2 separate regions of the Sus scrofa genome follow, and region 1 is linked to region 2. The links are chromatin contacts, called in public HiChIP or PLAC-seq maps. All regions are on one chromosome and are shown on one strand. The core of a region is the stretch at or near the end of the contact, and the rest is flanking DNA. Distances in the headings are between cores, read along the strand shown. Region 1 holds the start of ACY3 (N-acyl-aromatic-L-amino acid amidohydrolase (carboxylate-forming)). Region 2 holds the start of ALDH3B1 (aldehyde dehydrogenase 3 family member B1).

Evidence for each region. HiChIP or PLAC-seq counts read pairs in DNA pulled down with a chosen protein or histone mark.
Region 1: a contact with region 2 is called in an H3K27ac HiChIP or PLAC-seq map of alveolar macrophages. The contact joins the promoter of ACY3 here to the promoter of ALDH3B1 in region 2. A contact is called at or near these places in 4 of 5 promoter capture datasets (fetal liver, fetal skeletal muscle and liver), 21 of 47 Hi-C or Micro-C datasets (alveolar macrophages, blood, brain and 12 more) and 1 of 2 datasets of contacts at active chromatin or transcription factors (alveolar macrophages).

The regions. Positions count from the first base shown.
Region 1 is chr2:4,929,983-4,935,477 of Sscrofa11.1, forward strand. It overlaps ACY3 (N-acyl-aromatic-L-amino acid amidohydrolase (carboxylate-forming)), which reads left to right and starts at 2,854. Exons shown (of 9, transcript XM_021083255.1): 1 at 2,854-3,290; 2 at 3,293-3,513; 3 at 4,179-4,412; 4 at 5,016-5,154; 5 at 5,263-5,327; 6 at 5,329-5,362. The coding sequence starts at 3,191.
Region 2 is chr2:4,886,098-4,892,471 of Sscrofa11.1, forward strand. It overlaps ALDH3B1 (aldehyde dehydrogenase 3 family member B1), which reads right to left and starts at 1,448. Exons shown (of 9, transcript NM_001315593.1): 1 at 1,393-1,448.

The DNA.
Region 1 (5,495 bases), core at 1,604-4,103, 45 kb after region 2:
GATGGATGGATGGAAGGGTGGGTGGGATGGATGGATGGGATGGGATGGATGGATGGAAGGGTGGGTGGGTGGATGGATGGAAGGGTGGGTGGGTGGATGGATGGAAGGGTGGGTGGGTGGATGGATGGAAGGGTGGGTGGGTGGATGGATGGAAGGGTGGGTGGGTGGATGGATGGATGGATGGGGATGGATGGATGGGTGGATGGATGGATGGATGGAGGATGCATGGATGGAAGGGTGGGTGGATGGAAGGGTGGGTGGGTGGAAGGGTGGTGGAGATATGAGGGTGGGTGGATGGATGGAAGGGTGGGTGGATGGATGAAAGGATGTTGGATGGATGGATGGATGGATAAGACAATGAGTGGGTAGAAGGGCAAGTGAGAAAAATAAAATTTTTTAAAAAAATTAAAAAAAAAGGGCAACTGAGCGGCTGAATGGCTGAATGAATGACACAATGGATAACTGCTGGGTGGCTGTGTACACAGATGGATGGGCAGGTGGCCCAGGTAGAAGCTGAGTGACCAGTGAGCGTGGGTCAGAGAGACTGCTATCTCCTCACCTCTGTCCTGGGAAGCTGATTCCTTAAAATAACTATTGGACTGAAAAGAGAGAGCCAGAGGGATTGGGGAGATCACAGGGTCTCCTGGCCACAGTCTGGGCAATGGGTACAGTGACGAAAGAAAAGAACATAAAGCTCCTCAAAGACTCTTTGGGGACTTCTTTGCCCTCGCCACACCAATCTTGTTCCCTCCCTTCGCCCTCCTGGTCATCAGCTTTTGTGGCTCAGCGAGCCTCCAAGGAAGAGTGGCTCTGGGGGACACTAGGGTGGGAGGGCCATCCCCAAATGACACTGCAGTCCTGATGGCCTTTCCTCCACTCTCGCTTGGGCCTGTGTACCTTGCCCCTCTCCCACCCCAGGCCACCGGTGCCGAGGTCAAGGGCAAATTTGGGTTTGTGGCCTGGCTCTGCCACATACGGGCTGTGTGGACTCGGGTTGTCAGAACCAGCTTCGCAGGGATCTGGTGAGGACGAAACGAGCTTGTGTGTGTGGTCTTGCCCTCAGCTGGCTCACCCAGCGCCCTACGCATCCCTGTGGGTGCTCCACCACCGAAAAGCTTGGGCTTGCATCGCTCCACTGGCATATTGTGACTGTGTGCCTTCGGGCAAAGCCCCTTAAATTCTCTGAGCCTCTGTCTCCGTGTCTTGCAGAATGAGGTTCCCACCTACTTCTTACAGTTGGTGAGCGTGTCAGATGGGATCATTTGTGTCTGGGGCCAGGGGCTCCCACCCCGAGACACAGTGGGGTCCAGACGCTCATGCGCACTGAGCCAGCATTGGGCCGAGGCCCTGGCTGCAGTTCCCCCTGGCCACACATCTCCCAGAGCTTCCCAGGGCTCTGTCACAGCCCCAAGGTTTGTGACAGCAGCTTCTTCCCATCCAGCAATCATGGCACACTGCTGCCCTGAGGCTCGGGGGTAGTCCTGGGGTCTCTCAGGGCTCAGGGCACCGCTTCAGCCATAGGTGCTGGTTCCACTGTCCAGAGTGGGCCTTTAAGAAAAATAACAATATGGGTAAGTCCTCCTCCCACCCCGACCCTAGGACACCAGGCCAGCAGGGAGGAGGGGCAGGGTGGTTCCGGGGTGCACGGAGGAACAGGCGATGTGATGAGGGCGCTGGGAGGGGCCAGCAGGAGGGGGAGTCAATTGGTCAGGACGGTGGACCACCGGACAGAGGGTCCCAAAGCCACTCCAGAGACCCTGGGTCTGGCTCCCAGCTCACGCGGCTCTCCCGAGACAAGCCTTCCAATTAGATGGGTTGGTCCAGGTCCTGGCCCTCCCGGGCCTCGGTTTCCCCACCTGCAGTGAAGAAGTTGGACCCCGTGGTACTCAGGACGCCGCCACCCTCGGTCACACCAGGGTCTGCTCTGCGCATGCCTGTTCTCCAAGCTTGCCCCACCCTTTGCCCCTCGCTTCTCACGGCTCCCTGGGCCCAGGAGGGAGCCTCGCCCCCATTTCACAGGCAGGAGTCAAGGCCCAGAGAGGGCCACTGACTCTCCCCAAGTCACACAGCCTGTCAGGGAGGGCTGTCAGAGCCAGTGGGGGTTAGGAGCCCCCCCTTTTTTCCATTTTTGGCTGCCCCCAGGCGTATGGCATTCTCAGGCCAGGGATCCTTTTTTGGCTGCTCCTTGGCGTATGGAGTTTCCAGGCCAAGGATCAGATCTGAGCTGCAGTTGCCGCCCTCATCGGATCATGCAACCCGCTGTGCTGGGCTGGGGATCGAACCTACATCTTGGTGCTGCAGAGATGCCACGGATCCCGTTGAGCCACAGTGGGAACTCCCATCTGAAGCTTTAAAGAGTCACTGCAAGTAATTTCCCAAGGCCATGCGCATCTCCCCAGGGAAGCGCCCCCCCCCCCCAGAGGTGCGGATGTTCTGATTCCCAGAGGAGGGGCCAAGGGCAAGGGCGGGAGCCTGGCTGCAAGACCTGGACTCGCTGGCCTATGACAGCTGTGTGAGGTAGAACCAGCAGGGACCCCAGCAGCTCCTCTGGGTGGATTTCAGTCCCCCCCACCCCTATCCCGCCCGTCCCCTCCTCTCCACCAACTCAGCACAAACACTTCCTGCCCTGGGATCTCCTGGCCCATAAATACCCATCAGTCTGGGAGATGCCCAGCTCAGCCCAGGAAGCTGAGACCCTACGGCCCCTCCCTAAGGCCCCAGCACCAGCTCAGAGGAGCACAAGGGATGGGCCGGAGGGAGCCGGAGTCGCCTGGAACCCGACACTCCACAGCCAGCTCCCGTGACACTGCCCGCTCCGCAGCCGCGCCCGCATCCGCATCTGTAAAACAGGAGCACGGCCCTCTGCTAAGGGAGTGCCATCCGTCTCCCCAAGTCTGGGCCCCTTTTCTAAACTTGGAGAAAGAAACTCCTTCTCTCCAAAGGGAGCAGGGAAGTGGTTTCCTAAGATGGGGGTGGGCAGTGCTCACCCGCGAGGGAAGGATGCTAACAGAGGGGCTGCAGGAGGGACCAAGCTGGCACCTGGGCCACTGAGGGGCAGGGGGGACAAAGCCGAGCTGACATCCAGCCACCCTGCCTGGCCTGGGCTCCTCCAGCCTCAGGCAGCTCACCACTGCCAGCCCAGCTCTCTCCGAGGTTGCAGGCCCACCCACCAGTGGCGTCACCTCACACCATGATGGGCTCGCTGCTGGTGCCCTGAGAGGCCCTGCGCCAAGTGGCAGTGACCCCGGGCACCCATGGCAATGAGATGGCCGGGGTCTACCTGACCCAGCACTGCTTCCGGCCCCAGGGGAGCTGCAGAAACCCAGCTTCGCCTCCATGCCTGTGCCAGCCAAGCCAGGGGTCACAGCCATCTGGTGCCAAGTGGGCAGTAACCTTGACCACATCCTCGTCAGCTCCTTCCTCAGGGGGCATTCCTCTGCCTGCAATGCCCATTTCTCCATTTTCAGTTTAGAGAAATCCCGATTGATGCCACCTCCTCCAGGAAGACCTTCCTGATCCCAGGCTGAGATGGGCCCTCCTCTGTGTTCTCTAGACCCTGGGGTTGCCTCAGGTCAGCCCCACCGGCTGTGTTTACCCAACCACTGTTTACACCTGCCTTCAATGGACACTGGCCCAGCGTCTCTCTGAGCCGAGCTCTGGCCAGCTCGGGTGAGAGAATGGGGAATCGAACCAAGGCGCTGTCCTCAGCTTATTGCAAGAGACAGAGGATGGACCCAACAGCCACAAACCAGGAGGCTAAATGCAGAGGTGAGGGCAAGGATATAACTTGGCCAGGGGCAGTCAGGGAAGGCTTCCTGAAGGAGGCGGGATCTCAGCCAAGCCTCAAAGGGTGAGTCTAGGAATTCCCACTGTGCGCAATGGGATCGGTGATGCCTCTGCGGCAACAGGACACAGGTTCAGGACACAGGCCTGGCACCATGGGTTAAAGGATCCAAATCTGATCCCTGGCCCAGGAACTTCTATGCCACAGGGAGGCCGAAAAAGAAAAAAAAGGGGAGGTGAGTATGAATTAACCAGGTGAAGAGAGGAAAGAAGGAGCTTCCAGAGACCGGGCAGCAGGCTCAAGGTTGAAGGTGAGGCCAGCGCGGGGCTTGGAGGTGTGAGAGCTGACAAGGCAGGTGGGCAGGGCCAGGCTGAGGGTTTAGGGCCAGACCTAGGGTTTACGGCGCCCCCATGAGCCCGTAAGCTGCTGCTGCAGGGTCTCAGTGGCTGCCTTCAGCAAGAGGCTGCCTCCCTCTCCACTGAACCTCTGTCACCGACAGAGACCGCTGGTGCCTGCCAGGGCCACTCTGAATGACACATTGGAGATGACAAAGGCCCAAGAAATGAACCGGCTGCTGGGGCTCAGGCTGGGCCTTCTCTTCCTTCTTGCCTTCCTTTCTCTCTCTCTCTTTCTCCCCCCCCCCCGCCCCCGGCTTTCTTCTTTCTTTCTCTTTTTAGGGTCACATGTGCTGTGCATGGAAATTCCCAGGCTAGGGGTTGAACTGGAGCTGTAGCCACCAGCCTACACCACAGCCACTGCCATGCCAGACCTGAGCTGCATCTGTGGCCTACGCTGCAGCTCACGGCAGCACCAGAACCTTAACCCGCTGAGCAAGACCAGGAATCGAACCTGCATCCTCATGGATACCAGCTGGGTTCTTAACCCACTGAGCCACAACAGGAACACCTGGGCCTTCTATTTCATGTGTCTTTCACAACACCACGGCCTCATCTTGGGCGGCACCCACAACGTTTATGCCATGCACCTGTGCCACCACGCCAGGTGGCCCTGGCTCCCCAGAGGACAGCAGAGAAGGGTGCGGAAGGGGGCAGAGGGGATGGTGAGGGCGCCTCCCCTGCTTGGCTTCAATCCCCAGGGCTTGCCACCTGCACGTGCTCCAGGTGGGCATCTGCTGTCCGTCCCCTGGGTCCCCCGCCTGCCCCCCCCAGGAAGGCAGAGGGAGGAGGGTGCGCCCTCCATTCTCTTCCTCCTCATCCCACCCTTGCTTCAGCTGTTTCTCACCCCCGGTCCCAGCTGCAGAGCACTGAACGGTCCTACCCAGGTCCTCCTGCATCATCGACCGGAAGAGGAAAGTTACAGCGCACACTCAGTAGCTAAGAACCGAGGTGTGGGCAGTGACCGCGGGAGAAGTGGGCGTGGCCCAAATAGGCGGGGCCAGAGATGGGCGGGGTCAGGAGCCTTAGGTCTGGAGCGCAGCCTCTCGGGTATCCCCTGACCCCTTTCTTCTCTGTCCTCAGCCCCGGAGCTGGGCGCTCGCCTAGCTGGGGCCAACTTTTTCACCAGGATGAGGGCACTTGTAGCTTGAAGCTCTGGGCTTCATCGACCTGTTCAACCAGGGTGAGGCCCTCGGGAACTTGCTGGGAAACTGAGGCCCAGAGAGGAAAGGGCCTGGCCCAGGGACCAAGGAGGGTCGAGCTCCCAGCATGGCTTTCCTGCCTTTGCGATGGAAGGGCATAGAACCGTGAGCCCC
Region 2 (6,374 bases), core at 198-2,697:
GCTGAGGTCCAGGTCGTGTGGCATTGAGGAGGTGACAGACAGGGTGGGCACTCAGATGAACCGGCTCCAAACATCATTGGGTATCGGGGCCCGAGCCCCACCCCTGCGCCCTGGCCAGTCCCACTGATGAGCTACCTAAAGGCACTGGCCCCGGCTCTTCTCCCAGCCCCCGCCCTGCCTGCTCTCTCGGTGTCTCAGCCTCGGTCTCCCCACTTATACCACAGGCCTGCCAAGCGCACACTCCCTGTCTCAAGTGTCAGGGGTCGCAGGACCTGGCGCCGAATCCTAGCAACTCTGTTTATTAGCCAAGAGGCCTTGGGCAGGTTGCCTGGCCTCTCTGTGGCTCACTTTTCCCGGTGGGGCCGTGGGGATGGTGTCTATCGCGCGGTGCCATGGGGAGAAGACACGGTGGCAGGGCTTGGTGAACGGCTCTGAGTGATGGGTATTCAGACAGGACAGCTGAGCCCAGGGGGCCCCAGGGAGGAGGGCCTGGGGTGGGAACACCAGGAGGTCTTGACCCGGGGTGGACACCAGGAGGCAAGGACCTCAACCTGAGACCCAGGTGGGGACAGGGATGCAGAGCTGGCCAAAGCGACAGATGAGAATGCGGTGGTCTGAGGGTCCAGGGGACCCCGCCCCCCCACCGCCGCCACCAGGCCATCAGAAGGGGAGGTCACAGGTGCCAATACCCAAGGGCCTCTAATTGATCTCCCTCCCTGTAGCCTTAACCTGGATTTTCACAAGGTCTCCCGAACTCTGGGCAGCAGCGCCCTCCCTTCCACTGTGGGGAGCTGGAGGTGAGGTCCCGAGGTGAGCCAGCCCCGGCCCTACCGCAGAGAGGCTCCACCGGAGCTCCTCTGGTATCCATCAGGCCCTCCGCAAGGCGGGCGGCCGGCTAGTCCCTCCCTCCCTCCCGGACCCTGGCAGAGTCCATTCCCAGGAACGGGATCTCTCGGAATCCCTTGCTGCTTAACCCCACCCGCACAGCGGGCACGCGGGGCGAGTGTCCAGGAGATAAGCGTCACCAAACGGATGATTGAGCCCCCAGGGCAGCGGAGGCCAGAGCTGGGGCCCCCGGCTCCCTTACAGGATGTGCTTAACCAGAGGGAGAGGAGGGAGGGCAGCCCAGCTCAGACAAAACAAGGGTGCTGGCAGGCCGAAGGGACTCCGGGGCCTCTCCCCTGCGCCTCCTTCCTCTGCTGGGGCAAAGGGAAGTCCTCCCTCTTTCCCCTTTCTCTCCGGGGGCAGAGAATCTCCGAGAAGACAAAGCTGGTCTCTGTACACAGCTGTGAGTGGCCAGGCCGGCCAGGACTGACAGCAGCCCAGAGTCCCCGAGCCAACAGGTCCCTGACTGCTCCTTGCTACCTCCCCAGCCTCCGCAGAACACCGTACCTGAGTACCTGCCAGGCTGCCCTTCCTCCTGCTTGGCCCTGCTCTGCCCAGCTGCCCTTCCGCTATGAAATGTCTGTGGCTGGGCCAACCCCTGGGCGGGGCTGCCCTGGCCTCGTGCCTGACTTTGACTCTGGGCTGGCTGGAGCCTACGGGCTGAGATTTCACCACCACTTCTCTTAGGGGCCTCTTTCCTGGACCACAGAGAAGGAGTCAGGGCCCAGAGAGGGCCAGCACCAGGTCTTCAGGGAATGCAGAGCTGAGGGGTCCACCCCAGGCTCATGGGAAGGGTCCCAGGCCCAGCCAGAGGTGGAGGAGAGCCCAGGGCAGTGGCCTGGGTATTATGATGTGGCTGGGGACGTGGCCTGGGTTTTATGATGTGGGCTGGGAGCAGTGGCCTGCAGTAGCAGGGAAAGCCCTGCTCCCAAAACGCCCAGTCCTCCGAGCCTCGGCTTCCCATCTACAAAAAGAAGAGGTCAGATGCAAAGATGGCTGGAGGAGTTCCCTCTGTGGTGCAGTGGCTTAAGAACCTGACTGAGAGTTCCTGTTGTGGCTCAGCAGGTTAAGAGCCCTGCTAGTATCCACGAGGATGCAAGTTTGATCCCTGGCCTCGCTCAGTGGGTTAAGGATCCGCGTTGCTGAGGCTATCGTGTATAGGCGGCAGCTGCAGCTCGATTTCGACCCCTAGCCTGGGAACTTCCATAAGCTGCAGGTGTGGCCCTAAAAGAAAAAAAAAAAAAAAAAAAAAAGAATCCAACTGCAGCGCCTTGGGTCACTACGGAAGTGCAGGTTCAATATCCAGCCCAGCGCAGTGGGTTAAAGACCTGGCATTTGCTGGAGCTGTAGCATAGGTTGCAGCTGTGGCTCGGATTGAATCCCTGGCTCGGAACTTTCATGTGCTGCGGGTGTGACCATAAAACTTTTTAAAAAACAAACCCAAGAAAAATAAAGGCAGCTGGAGTCCAGAGGTATGATCTTAGGGCCAGGCCGCCACAGGCTTCGTCCCCTGCCCTCTGCGTGGCTGTGTCCATCAGCACTGCCTCATCTAGCACGAGTCGTAGTGCCTGTCACCCCTGCAACCTGACGTCTTACAGCGAGCAAACAGAGGTCCGGAGAGAGAACAGCACTTGATCACACAGGGCATGAGCAGCAGGCTGGGACCCGCATGGGAAGGCTGTCACTCAGGGTGGGGGCTGTGTGCATCCCCAGATGTCCCCTCCCACCTCCTGGGGACGAGCTCCGCCCTCTGTCTTCTAGGTCAGCTGTTGTGATAAGTGTCGCCATGGAGGTTTCTGTGTGTCTGATCCTCTGCCTTCCCGGCCCCAGCCTGGGCACACCTGTCAGAGCACAAAAGGGGGATGATCCCTGGGCAGGTGCTGGTGTCAGACAGGCAGGCGATTAGGTTACAGGTGTGAGGACAGGCCTATCCTTTGTGCCAGCGCTGCGTGCCTGGTGCCCTGGGCCGCCCTTCCACCTTGGTGCCCCGAGTCTCCTCTGGGCCAGCCGGGCACCTGGGAGATGCTCCTTGCTGCCCCCGCCCTCCCCGCTGCCCTCGCCTACCTGGGAGGGCAGGAGAGCCCTCCTGGCCCACATCTGCTCCGGTAGCCCCTGGAGATGTCAGCCAGTTGGGACAGGGGTGAGGGGCTGCAGAGGCCCCGTCCTCTGTGTGGGATGGAGCCCCCAGCCGCCTTCTGTCACGTGGCCTGACATGTGACAGCCCTGCCCTGCTCTCTGGAGCTGAGCCAGGCAGAGGCAGAGCTGGCGTCAGGCGGGGCTGGGCTGGAGCTGAGCCTGGCAGCTGTCAACCAACAACCGGGCCCAGAGAGGGGCAGCTGCTGACCTAAGGCCACACAGCAAAGCCGAGGTCCTGGTGGGTGGGAGGGGTATTGCAGGGTCCTGAGGGGCCCTTTCTGACGGGGATCCCTCTTGGAAGATTTATCTCTGGACTTGCCACAAATTCAGGAACAGCCTGGGAAGCCCCCGAAGAGGCCTGTCCTCCTGGCACAGGGGTCCTACCCTGGCCTGGGAGTGAAGCTCCCCCAGCCTGAGGGGGCTCTGCCCTTGGGGGGGAATAGGGGCCTGCTCTCCCCTCTCTGGTCCTCATAGCTCAGGGACCTGGGGTTCTATCCTGTCCCAGAGAGCTCGGGAAGTGTGGAGATACTCTTACACTGGCTGTGGGGGTGCCAGGCACTGCTGAGGACCCAGGTGGGGCGGTGGGGCCTGTGTTGGGCAGAGAGCAGGGGTTAGAGGAGGGGGCACGTTTGCCCAGCCAGGCCCTGCCCTTCTGCGGCCCCTCTGGGTTTTAGCCTGGAGAAATCGATAAAAAGATCCTCAATATTCTCACCTTTGGAGTTCCTGCTGCGGCTCAGCGGTAGGAGAGCTGACTAGTATCCGTGAGGACATGGGTTCGATCCCTGGCCTTGCTCAGTGGGTTAAGGATCCAGCATTGCTGTGAGCTGTGGTGTTCTTTACAGACGTGGCTCCGATCTGCTGTGGCTCTGGCGGTGGTGCAGGCTGGCCGCTACAGCTCTGATTTGACCCCCAGCCTGGGAACTTCTGTATGTCACACATGTGGCCCTAAAAAGTGAAAACCGAAAAAAAAAAGATTTTAAACTTTGGCCTCCCTCTTCCAGCAGAGAGGTGGGGGAGGGAGGGCTGGTCGGATCTACAGCTTTATCTGTCCGTCTGTCCATCCATCCATCCATCCCCTCCCTCACCTGGTGAGCCTGGCTCCCAGGGCCTCAGACCCGCCCAAGGGCATCTTACCACGTCACCTGCTGATATAGACTCAAACCAGGCTCCTTAACCCTCCTGCCAGGTGACACTGAGCCAGTCACGGTCCCTCTCTGGGCCCGTGTTCCCCCCCGCATTGGTGTTGACCTACTTCCAGCAGCCCTGTGAGGTGACCTAAGAGCACATCTGGAAGCACCTGGTATGCAGTAGGCACTCAGTAGGTACGAAGGCGTTTCTCCCCCTTCCCCTGCCCTCCCAAGGGAGTGGCCATCCCAGGCCTTGTTCCTGGGCTGCCCCACCTTCCTTGACCCTCTCAGCCATGAAGACAGGACCACCTGTCTCCACCCAGCAGCCACCCTCATGCCAGTGTGACCCTGGGGTGCAGTCAGAGGCCACCAGGGCACAATGCCCGGACACAGTCGGCATTCATTCATGTGCTCACTTAGCAAAGCTTTACGAAGTACCTACTGCATACAGAGCACTGTGCCAAGCACTTGACACAAATTTGCATGAAATTATGGTCCAAGTTTAATAGAGGAGACAAGAGGCTCAGAGAGGGGCAGTGGCCGAGCCAGGGCCACACAGCAGAGAGACAGATGGGGATTCTAGCCCAGAGAGACCCGAGTCCGCAGCCTGCAGCGTTTCCGAGGTGCCCCAAGCCCTGCCTTAGGAGCTGGGTAGGGGTTGCGTGTCTCAGCCGAAAGCAGCATCTGCCGTCCCCTGGACACCTGCTGTGCCAGGGCTGGGCAGGGTCTTTGGCACAGCCCAGCTCAGAGACCGCCTGCCCCCACCCGACCACAGCTAGTGCGGATTATCATCCTGCCGTTTTCAGTTTCGAAAATGGTAACGATTTCGGGTGATCCCGGCGCGGCGCAGCGGAAACGAATCTGACTAGTATCCATGAGGACGCAGGTTCAATCCCTGGCCTCGCCCAGTGGGTTCAGGATCTGGCGTTGCCGTGAGCTGTGGACATGGCTCAGATCTGACGTGGCTGTGGCTCTGGCGCAGGCCGGTGGCTACCGCTCCGATTCGACCCCTAGCCTGGGAACCTCCGTATGCTGCAGGTGCGGCCCTGAAAAGACAAAACAAAACAAAAAAAGGTAACGATTTGCCTCAAGCCCAGGGAGCCGGTGAATGAGCTGTTCACCCCGTGTGCTCTTTTGGACGCGCTGCGGGGATGACCCTTCACATGTCCCCAGAGCTGTTTCAGGGCGTTCAAGTCACGAGCAGTATCTCTCTCCCGTCGGCTTTTCTGCAAGAAACATCTAATCTTCTCATAGTGAGAAAAAAAATGGATCCTATGGTAGAGAAGCTCATTTGACAGTAGTGAGGAGGGTGTGACCGTGGGGGCTTTTGCAGCCAGGATGGAGCAGGAGGCGGCGCTGGCCTTGCTCGGTTCTCAGCCGTGCAGGGCACCTGGGCCGCGTCTGCCTGGGTCTCCGCTGGGCCAGCCTCACAGGCAGTCTCAAGGCTCCCTGAGACTGGTTAAGTCACCAAAACCCCCTTCTGGAAACAAGGAGATGTATCAGCCAGGGTTTAGTGTGAGAGCAGAACCGATCTATGTCTTTTGAGTAAAGGATATTTAGCACGGGGAATTGGGATGGTGAGGGAGCCTGCGGAGAGTCAAAGGCAGGACATGGTATCACCAATTCCCAGAGGGGCAGGGGCAGCCCGGGCTGCTCTGTGGATGCTGGGACCCTGGGGGAGCCAAGCCACTGCCCACATGCTCCCTTACCCTCACCCCAAATACACCCTGGCTTCTCTCCTCCCGCCCTGGCACCTCCCATGGGTCCAATCTAATCAGGGAGCCTGTTGCTCAAGGATTTGTGTCTCCAGCAGCAGTTTGCCAGTCACATCCAAACCCCTTGTCTGGACGGATCCAAGGATTTTTTTTTTTTTTAATTTTTTTGGCTGCGCCTGTGACATGTGGAGGTTCCCAAGCCAGGGATCAAACCTGTGCTACAGCAGCCACCCCAGCTGCACTGACACCACCAGATCCTTAACCCACTGCACTACAAGGGAACTCCTGGGAGATGTTTTTCTTGCTAATCAAGAGAGTTCCTAAACATCGGAGATTTTAAGAGCCCTGGGGCTGAAGAACAAGACAAAATTACGCCTTACTCACTTGGGACATTTGTATTTGCATTCTTTGTGTCTGTATTTTAATAGATTTTTTTTTAAATTTAGGTGCTGTAAATACATTTCCTTTTCCCTTCCTTTTTTTTTTTCTTTTTCCTTTTTGGCTGCCCCGG